Linked DNA regions of Mus musculus: region 2 is linked to region 1. The links are chromatin contacts, called in public Hi-C maps. All regions are on one chromosome and are shown on one strand. Each heading gives the region's core, a stretch centred on a gene start, on an enhancer-like site or on the middle of the called end of the contact. The rest is flanking DNA. Distances are from core to core; before and after follow the strand shown. Region 1 holds the start of Selenon (selenoprotein N). Region 2 overlaps Man1c1 (mannosidase, alpha, class 1C, member 1).

Region 1 (5,064 bases), core at 886-3,385:
CAAGTCCCAGCTCTGACATGATGGCTCACAGCTGCCTGTAACTCTAGCTCCTGGGGATCTGCTGCCCTCTTCTGGACTCTGAAGGTACTTCACTCACATGGTGCACACACACGCAGACACATACACATAAAACGATCCTTTACAATTGACATTTTCACCTGCCCATCCTCCTCTAGCAGTGACCACAGAATCCTGGGCCAGCCAGTGGCCATCGTCCACACCCCTTTGGAAACCTGAAAAGCCGGCCATGGTACTACGGTACCCCCGCCCCGGAGAGCACTTGCTTCCTATTTCCCCGGCCTCTCGTCCACCAACAGGCTTCCACTGACAGCTGGTGCCCAACTGGGTGCCTAAGGTCATAAATTTGAGAACTAGCAGATCGAACCGGGGACTTAAAAGCAAGAAGCCTGCAAGTTAGATGCCTGCCTGGCTTATACGGCTTAGTGAGACCCTGTCTCAAAAGCTTGGGCATGTAGCTCAGTGGGAAAACGTTTACATAGCATAAGCTCTGTGTTCAGTCTCAATAAGGAAGATGGCTCCCTTGATAAAGCACTAGCCTCACAAGCATGAGATCAGACCCCTAGAGGCCATGTAAAAAGCCAGGCAGGATCAGAGATAAACCTGTCACCCCAGCACCAGGACAGGGGAGCAAAAGGATCACTGGCCGCTTGCTGGCCACCAGCCTGGCATCCGTGGAAGAGTTCCAGGCTAAGGAGAGACTCTGCCTCAAACAAACAGTGGAAGGCACCTGGGCACTGACCCTCGAGGCTGTCCTCTGTCATAGGCACACCGTACATGAGCACAGAGCTCACAAGTGCACTGACACACAGCCTGGACGGGAGGGACAAGCACTTTATAATTCATTCATTCGAGACTCCGATTATCCTCCTCCCATTTATCGTAAGGAAATCCGCACCTGGGCAGCACTGGCTGGCGACTAGGAATTATACAACCTAGGCTTTAGAGCAGTGCCAGCAGCTGTGACTCCTTCCTGTTTGTGACTGTCTGCATATTGGCCATTGCACACACAGTCTCTGAAATCCTTAACCCTGTGAGTCAGGTCAGGTCTAACCTGGCTCTGTCGTCTTCTAGCCTGGCAAGAGGGTCAATCTGCCTGCATCTTCATCGCTTCAAATACAGCTTAGCCTGACAGCAGCCACGGCCCCAGGCGTGGGACAGGTGTAAAGGCTGCATCCTCTTTCAAGGCTTCAATTTGAGGATGTGGCCTGGCAGGTGGCCGGAGGAATGCTACTGTCACCATTGAAATGGGATTGGGTGCTACGGCAACTCAGGTACCCACCAGCCCGAAAGTGGTGAGGGGGTGTGGGCTCGGGGCCCGGGCCCAATTCCTTTTAGGTTTCCCTGAGTGCCCAGCCTCTCTGGTACCTGTCAGTTTCTCCGCAATGGGTTTGAATTCCTCCGGACTGATGTACATATCCTGGTCAGTGTCCAGCGAGGAAAAGAGAAAGAGGCCATCTGTCCCCAGGACCTTTAATGCCGATTCCTGCTGGGAAGGAAGGAGCTGAGCTAAGCATCACCATGGGCCCCAAACTCTCCATCCCAGTCCCTGAAGCAGGGAGCTGCTTCCTGCTACAGTGGCTCCTGCCATTCTTTTCCAGAGTCCCCTCCACACTTGCCAGCCCATTTGCTCAAATGTCACTTCCCAACAGTCCCAGAGTTCCTTGTCCCCTTTTCAGTCGCGTCTGGTCCCAGCTTCACTCCACGTCTTCATCCATTGTCTACTCCGAGTTCCCTCCCTCCTCTCCCAAAGGCCCGGTCCTACTTTTTACCCTGTCCTGGCCATTGTCCCCTCCGGCCTCCCCACTTCCCCCCTTCCCTGGTGCGGGGTAGAGCTTTGCTCTGCGCCTCTTTCTGCAGCCACTGTCCCCCTCCTGTCCCCTCCGACCTGCCGCGCGGCCGCCTGGGCGTCGGCGAGGAGCGCGCAGGCCCGGGCAGCGGCGACAGCGGCGGCGGCCGCCAGCAGGGCTCCGAGCAGCGCCAGGGCGCGGGCGCGGCGGCGTGGAGGCGCGGGCTGAGCGCCGGGGTCCGGGCTGTGCGGGCGGCGCGCTGCGGGCCTGGCCTGGCCCATGGCGGCGGCTCCGGGGATCCCGGCGGCTGCAGGGAAGGGGATCGCACGGCGCGGGGCGGGCGGCGCGGGGCGGGGCGGAGCTGGGAGGGAGGGCGTCAGCAGGGTGGACTGCCGGCCCATCACTGCCGGGGAAAGAGGGAGGTCCCGAGGGCACAGCGCCTGCTCAGCCGGTCCATAGGCCCTCTACCTCGCCGCTTCCAAAATAAATAAAATAATAAATAAATAAATAAATTCTTTTAGACATCCTTTCACTCTGTAGCTCAGGCAAGCCTGAAACTCGCTGTGTTGTCCAAGCTGACCCTGAACTTGTGATGCTCCTCCTGTCTTCTGAGCCTCCAAGTATAATCACCCTCATCCCTGCGCACACACACAGGCTATGATCACCCTCATCCCTGCACACACAGGCTATGATCACCCTCATCCCTGCACACACAGGCTCTTTCCCTTTCTCCCTCCCTTCCATCCAAAGTTCAGTTAGTTCTGCAAAATGTGTGTGCCATAGTGAAAGAGTGCTGTTGAAATTATGATCTAAAATATGGTTAGGACTCAAAAGAACTCCTGGGAACTGGGGAGAGGACACAGCGGGTTGTTGCAGAAGCTGATCCCTAGCACCCGTGCTAAAAAGCCAGATGTGCCCACACATTATTTAATAGGAAGGTTGAGCAGAAAAACCCTTGGGACTTGTTGGCCAGTTAGTCTAGCCAAACAGGTGAGAGACCCTGTCTCAAAAAATAAGTTGGAGAGTGATAGAGGAAGAGACCTGACATTGGCATAATACGCATACACACACACATAGTACACACATACATACACACACATAGACTCACACACGTACACATATATACATACATACATGAATATGCACATAGACTCAAACACACACATATACACATACATACATACATACATGAATATGGACACAGACTCAAACACACACATATACACATACATACATACATTCATACATACAAACATACATATACACACATAGACTCACATATACATACACACATATACACACATAGACTCATACACATACATATACACACGTACACACATACATACACACATATACATACATACATACATGAATATATACACAGACTCACCCACACATATATACACACATACACATATACACACATACACAACACACATACTCTCACACACATATACACACATATATACATATACACATATACACATACACATATACACACATATACACATACCCACATAGACTCACGTACATACACACATACATATGCACACACATAGACTCACATACATACACACATAATATGCACACACATAGACTCACATACATACACACACATGTATACAATACATACATACATACATATACATACACACATATATATATATACATACACACATATACACTCACATGCATATACATACATACACACACACACACACACACATGAATCCACTTTATAATACCAGAACAGAACATGACTGAGCAGGTTTTAGCCACACATAAAAATGGTGGCCTCCAATGATGGCTGGACCCAGCACCTCCCCTTCAGGATCCAGCTGAAGGGCTTTCTTTAGATCGCTCCTGATCACACACAGGCAGTGAGCACTGAGGCCTTCCCAGCCTCAGTGTATGGAGAGTGCCAGAGGCCCTTCTGGGGTTCAGTGAGCCAGAGCCATAGCTGCTGACTACTGCAACCCCAGTAGATGGTGTAGTACTACCAGCTAGATCTGCCTGGAGCACACTGGGCATGGAAAGGGATTAGGCAAGGAAAGGATGCAACCAGAGGAAAAGTTGTCCTCTGGGGCCATCCCCAGGGGTCCTACTTCCTGCCAGGCATCCTTTAATGACCTCAGGTTCCAAGGCCCCAAGGTGACTGCTCTTTCCCAGGGGCCAGAGGCTGTGAAGTTCTAGACTTCAGTCTTCAGGAAAGATGTGTAACCTTTGCAGACCACCATCAGGTCCTGTGCACTAGTGGCTCCCAGTGTGCATGCACAAGTGGATTCCAGGCCATTGTGTGCTAGATGGGGGTCGGCTGGCTTATAATATTGTCTTATTTTCTTCCCAGGTCACCTAGCCAAGTGAAGTTTCCTTTTTGTTTTTGTTTTTTGAAACAGGGTCTCTCTGTGTAGCCCTGGCTGCCCTGGAACTCACTCTGTAGACCAGGCTGTCCTCAAACTTAGAAATCTGCCTGCCTCTGCCTCCCAAGTGTGGGACTAAAGGCGTGCGCCACCATGCCCCAGCCAAGTCTGCCTGTTTTTTTTTTTTTTTAATGTCTTTGTTACTTTTTTTTTTTTTAGATTTATTTATTTTTATTATATATAAGTACACTGTAGCTATCTTCAGACACTCCAGAAGAGGGAGTCAGATCTCATTATGGATGGTTGTGAGCCACCATGTGGTTGCTGGGATTTGAACTTCAGACCTTCAGAAGAGCAGTCGGGTGCTCTTACCCACTGAGCCATCTCACCAGCCCTTTTTTTTTTTTTTTTTTATTGAACTCTGTTGGGGGCTGAGGAGATGCTCAGCAGTGGCTGCACAACCCCGAGGACCCAGGTTCAGATCCCCAGTACTCATGTAAGTAAATCAGTGTAGACACATCTGTAATCCCAGGGTTAAGTGGCTGCAGGCACAGGGAGGGGACAGGGGACTGGGGAAAGGGGAGGTCGGGGTGGAGGTGAGGGTGTCCCCCGAGCTCAAGAGCCAGCAAGTCTAGAAGGTCAGTGACCTCCTGAGTTCAGTGAGGTCTTGAGACACGAGATGGTGAGCATGGCTTGACTTTGCTGCTATTCTGTAGTATGTTGGCCACCCGTTGTCACCGTGCCATGAAGAGAGGGCCTTGTTTTTCCTATTCAGGGACTCCACAGTGTCCATTGGAGAGGGTGGTGGTTTGAATACGTTTGGCTCAGGGAGTGGCACTATTCAGGGTGGCCTTGTTGGAGGACGTGTGTCACTGTGGGGGTTGGCAATGAGACCC
Region 2 (5,078 bases), core at 2,196-4,695, 49 kb after region 1:
AAACCAGTTCGCTGCTTTTTGCTCCCTGGGATTCCTTTGTCCATCTTGAAACTGTAGCCTAGCTAGGACGTAGGGAAGGGTTACGAAGTGTGGTCCTTTCTCTGTGGGAGAAGGGATGTTGTCATCTAACTGTTCTGGCCGGTTCATGGAATGAAGCCTTCAGAAACCTCCCATGGGAGATTGTAGGTCCTGCACCACAATACTGCTGGCTTCGTGGGATGGAGGGGGATAACAATGTGGGTGTGTACACAATACCCTGTCATCAGGCCCCTGCACCTGACTGTCCCTGGGCAGCCCCTCCACAATGCTTTTGGTGGTCCCGAGTATCTGCTGTGTGGGCCACCTTGACCCCTGACCTCTAAGCACCAGCTCTCAGCACTGCTTCCGTTTTCATATGTCTTGCCTTCCTAGAACTGGATCCGGTGGTGCGTCTCCCTGAATCCGGGACCCTGGCATGGCTTCCCAGTACCCGGACAATTAAGGCATGATTGCCCTTGCCTTCATGGATTTGTACAAATGATCTCCCTGTATCATGATAGGTTAGTAGCTTGCTTCCCACACAGCCTTCCCTGATTCCACCCGTGAACCTGTTCCCACTCAGGGCATGTGCACAACACTCTCTTGGGCCATTTTCCTTGTATCTTTCTCTCCAATGAATGCTCAAAGGTTAAAGAGGGTTCCTCTGTCTCTCTGTCCCTCTCACATTGAACCTTGCAGTCTTGTTTCCAAGCAGCCTAAAGGCCAGAGCTCTGCGCAAAGGCCCAGTGTCCATTCCCGGGGTCTCCTCATACATGCTCCTCTACCAACCCTTGCTCCCACCACCCTTGTGGCAGCCTGGGTCCACCTCGATGGCCCTCGGCACCTCTCTGACTCCCATAGCCTTGTGTGCATGACATTGCACCTTCTGCTGTGTTCTCTGAGAAACAATCCCTGGTGCCTCTGGCATAAAGACCCCCATTCCTGTTGGTTCACCCCCAAGCATACACACACTAAACAAACAAACAAACAAACAAACAAACAAACAAACAAATGTAATAATGAAGAAGCTGGGTTGGCACGCTTTTACAGTCCCTGTGCTGGGGAGAGCTGGGGTTAGGTTTAGCCTTTATTCTTGCTGGCAGTGGTGGTATACTGCTTTAGTTCTAGCACTCAGGAAGCAGAAGTAGGCTGATGTCTATGAGTTCAAGGCCAGCTTGATTTACACAGTTCCAGGGAAGCCAGAGCTAGAGAGTGAGGCCTTGTCTAAACACCACACACACACACACACACACACACACACACACACACCTCCCTACCCCACCCACAGACATTCTTGTGGAATAATGACAGACAGGAGGCTGCCCGGGACTCAGTGCAGAGTCAGTCTAACCTAATCAATGAACCCCAGGCCAAGGACAGACTAGGTCTCAAAACCCAAGCTGGACAACACCAAAGAGGATCAACACTCAAGACCATTCATCCTCTGGCCTCCACGGGCCTCACCGCACCTCACACAGAGCTGCCTGTTGAGAGGAGTGAGAACTTCTGGCCCCAGCACCTCCTCTCAGGGCCAGGGCCACCTTCACAGAGCTACTTGCCTGGTCTGTGTCCCCACCAGCTCTGCCGTATAATAATGATGTCTTTTATGTGATGTTATATTAACAGAGAGAAATGGGTCAGGCTGGGCAACTCCAGCTCCCGGAAGAACATTTAGAAGGAAAAAAAATGACCCAAGGCCTCGCCTATTACTGCGTCTCCCCGGAGCCACGCACTAATGGCTGTGTTTAATTTAATGATACAATCCGCAGAGACTTCTCTTGATCTGCAGTGAAACAACACGGACATCTTTTCTCGGCTGCCACAGAGAGCAGGGTGGCTGTGTGTGGCAGACTGGAATTTTTACAGATGGGGACCAAAGGCAGTGCTTGCCCGTGACAGTGAGGCTTCCTGGGGTGTGGACGCTCCTTGCTTGGCTTTACCCCAACACCTGGGCAGGACAGGTAATGACTCGGACCCACAGAATAAAGAATGTGAGGATATGTTGGTTTCTAGGCCAGCCTTAAGAAATTGGCAGCTCTCCTGCCTCTGTGAGGGACAGATGCCATATTGTCGGGGAGCCCAAGACAGCCACTAGGACTCCATGTACATTTATCCCGACTGACAGTCCCACCAGAGGTCTGGCCAACAACTGGCATGGATTCCAGACACATGAATGAAAAGCCTCCGCCTCCAACCTACGCAGCTGAGCGCCTGCGCACAAGGTGCAAAGAAGAGCCATCCATGCTGTGCCTTCTGAGAATTCCTGACCTGTCTGATCTGACGGTCTCATCAAATAACCATTGAATTCAGGAGCAACAAAGGCTCCTGGGAAGTTCTGTCACATGAGTTTCTAGGAAGATCCACTAAAGTGGTACCTGCCCCATCCCTACCCCCGCCCACACCACAAAGCATATGGCACACTGTCAAAAAAAAAAAAAAAAAAAAACCACTGTTTTGTAGGAGGAAGCCTTTCAGTTGCACAGAAAGCTTCTGTTTCCTTCCCTAAGTAGCCCAGGCTAGCCTCAAGCAACTGGTCCTCCTGCCTTGGCTTCCTGAGTGCTGGGATTCCAGCGCATACCACCCACACAGTAGCCTTTCTATTCCTACGTGGTCTGGGTTTCTTTTTTTTTTCTTTCTTTCTTGGAATGTTTATGATGCTATTTCCTGGGTCACTCGAATTGCTCTCAGAGGCTGTTTCCAGGCAAAAGCTTCTTGGAGATTCTGGGAGGAAAACCGTTATTAGGAACTATTCCCGGAATCCAGAACTCGCTAGAAGCTGAGAAACACAACACTTGCTTAGTCTGCTCTGCCCACGCCATTGGCCTATTTAAAGGCCCCGTTCCTTCTGTTCTAACTCCTGATGCATTGAGCAAAGATGCAGTCCAGGCCTTGTAGCCTCCGCAGGATACCTCTGTTACCCACTCTGCAAGGGATGCTCTGTCCCAACCACATATTGCCAGCAGAACCCTGGGTTTGCTCAGGGCATCCATTTGCACAGGTCTCTGTGCCTGGCATGCCTTTTGCTAAGGTTCCAGGTGCCGCCCACATCCTAGGAATATAAAGTCCAATGCAACAGTGTTGCAGGTGGGACCTAGGAGATAAGGAGGTCCTGCAGTCTCTGTTTACAGTGTATCTAGCCTCTGTTCAAGAATGCAGTTATCACAGGAGTTGGTTAGTTAGTTATCTCAGCCATGGGTCCTGGTCAGTGGATGAATCTGGCCCCCTCCCTCTCTGTTGCTCTTCTGCTATGGGATGACAGTAGGAGACGCCAGTTGCATGATGCTCCCAGATCCTGGCTCCGTTTTGACACCCCAGGAAATGAATGCCGGTGGAGTGTGAAACCTGATAAACACCCATGACCAGCAAGACCTCATCAGAACTGCCTCCCCCCCAACCCCCCTCTCCCGTGCTCACTTCCTGCCAGGCACTGCAGTGCCACACACTGCTCTCTGAAGCCTCGTGACAGCTCTCAAATTGTCTCAATCTCACAGATGAGGATCAAGGCTTGTCGGATTAAGTCACTTATTCAAGATTCATCCATCCATTCAGCCCCACTCTGCTCTCAGGGTGCTGGGGCCTGGCACAGGAGTTCCATGGGAAGAAAGGTGCCACGACCCATGCCTAAGCTCCTGTACGAGTGTTGGGTGACTCCTGGGTGAATGTGAACACACACTCCCTGAGCCCAGGCAGGGTCCCGGTGACACACCGAAGAAACACACTCACTATGGCTTGGTGAATCAGAGGCGAATGGGGCTTTCTTACTAGAGTGGTGGCCCTAAAATAGCTGTGTCATATAGAAGTTCCACCCCAGCACAGGTGGCAACCTCCTAAAATCTGCAGAGTTCCCTCTTCAACCAACACCCCTTTCTACTAACAGTGTCTTCTGAGACCTCATGTATAGGATTACGGGCAGCCAGAGGGCAGGGGCAGAGGTCTACAGCACAGGGGAGGAGGGTAGCTGAATGGGGCTGCGTTGGAGGGTGGTGCGCTTTGGTTAGGAAGTGCTGTGTCCATTTGATAAGAGCTTAAGGAGTACGGAGGGGAGAGGGCAAGGTGTGGCAGGAAGCAAGCACGCTCTGCATACACCGGAGGATGGGAAATCCTAGCAAGTTTGTGATGGTTCAAGTTCTCCGTGCAAGTAGAAGGCATGGAGAAAGAGGGAAAGCAGCAGCTGGAGAGGGGGTCACACCCAGGCTGCACAGGGCCATGGGGGCTATGGGAAGGGGATCTAGCTAGCTTAGGACCAGATGTGATGGACTGCTGTATAAAGAGTGGTCTGGAGTGGACCCAGAAGAGACCTTCAGCAGAGCTATGATATGAGTCTGGGGTGTGCCCAATAGTCACTCAGGGTTGTGTAAGTGTGTGCGTGTGCGTGTGCGTGTGTGTGTGTGTGTGTGTGTGTGTGCATGTGTGTGTTGGCAGGAATAACTTAAGCTTTAAGGCCTCTCACCCTCCTGCAGATCGGCATAGTTAGCAAGCTGTATCTCTATCCTGCTAGGAGAGCCTCAATCTGCCTGTAACGGGAGGGTCTCCTCATCCCAGTGCAGTTACAGACCCTGTCTGGCATACACTATGGCCACACAGGGCTATGTATTGATTACTATGCATTCCCTCTTACTCCATGGGCCAGAGCCAAGCAGCACAGATGTGTGGATCTGATAACCAGATGAATACTCATTAGACTGCAATCAGAGGGGCCCCATTTACCCCCAAGATACACACGGAGATGGCAGAAGTAGCCAGGGAGGTGGAGAGACTGGTACAGAGCTGAGTCCCTGGGGGCAGTCCTTCCAGCAACAGAGAATGGGTAGAACTCTGGAGACACCAAGGAAACTTGACTCTAGTGTTCATGTGCTGCCTCAGTTTCACTATCTGTATAAAAGGAACAATGGTACCTCTACCTGTTAAGCTGCCCTGGGGGCTAGAGAGCCCACAGAACTCGGGCTACAGCATCTGGGCTGCACTGCCATTCCTGGCTGTGGTGCTGGGGACAGAACCCAGGCCCTCACACACACTGGCAAATACTCTACCCCTAAGGGGTACCCCTGAGCCTTGACAGC

The links. Hi-C and Micro-C count contacts between places; a contact is called where the count stands out from the background.
Region 2: a Hi-C map of the N1E-115 cell line shows a contact between it and region 1, with 1.9 times the contacts expected there. The contact joins the enhancer-like site here to the promoter of Selenon in region 1. A contact is called at or near these places in 3 of 484 Hi-C or Micro-C datasets (the N1E-115 cell line, bone marrow-derived macrophages and muscle stem cells), 4 of 115 datasets of contacts at active chromatin or transcription factors (the HPC-7 cell line, bone marrow-derived macrophages, embryonic stem cells and 1 more) and 3 of 9 other capture datasets (adipose tissue, embryonic stem cells and pancreatic islet).

Annotation. Positions count from the first base shown.
Region 1 is chr4:134,550,031-134,555,094 of GRCm38.p6, forward strand. It overlaps Selenon (selenoprotein N), which reads right to left and starts at 2,136. Exons shown (of 12, transcript NM_029100.2): 1 at 1,907-2,136; 2 at 1,387-1,504. The coding sequence starts at 2,089.
Region 2 is chr4:134,598,141-134,603,218 of GRCm38.p6, forward strand. The region is part of intron 2 of Man1c1 (mannosidase, alpha, class 1C, member 1); the gene reads right to left. Among named protein-coding and RNA genes, the nearest start is that of Gm42326, 8.5 kb to the left of the region's middle. Within about 2 kb of position 3,446, at least 71 of the 459 cell types and tissues checked have an H3K27ac peak or open chromatin away from gene starts, as enhancers often do. A contact at or near this core is called in the HPC-7 cell line, the N1E-115 cell line and muscle stem cells, where this site is marked.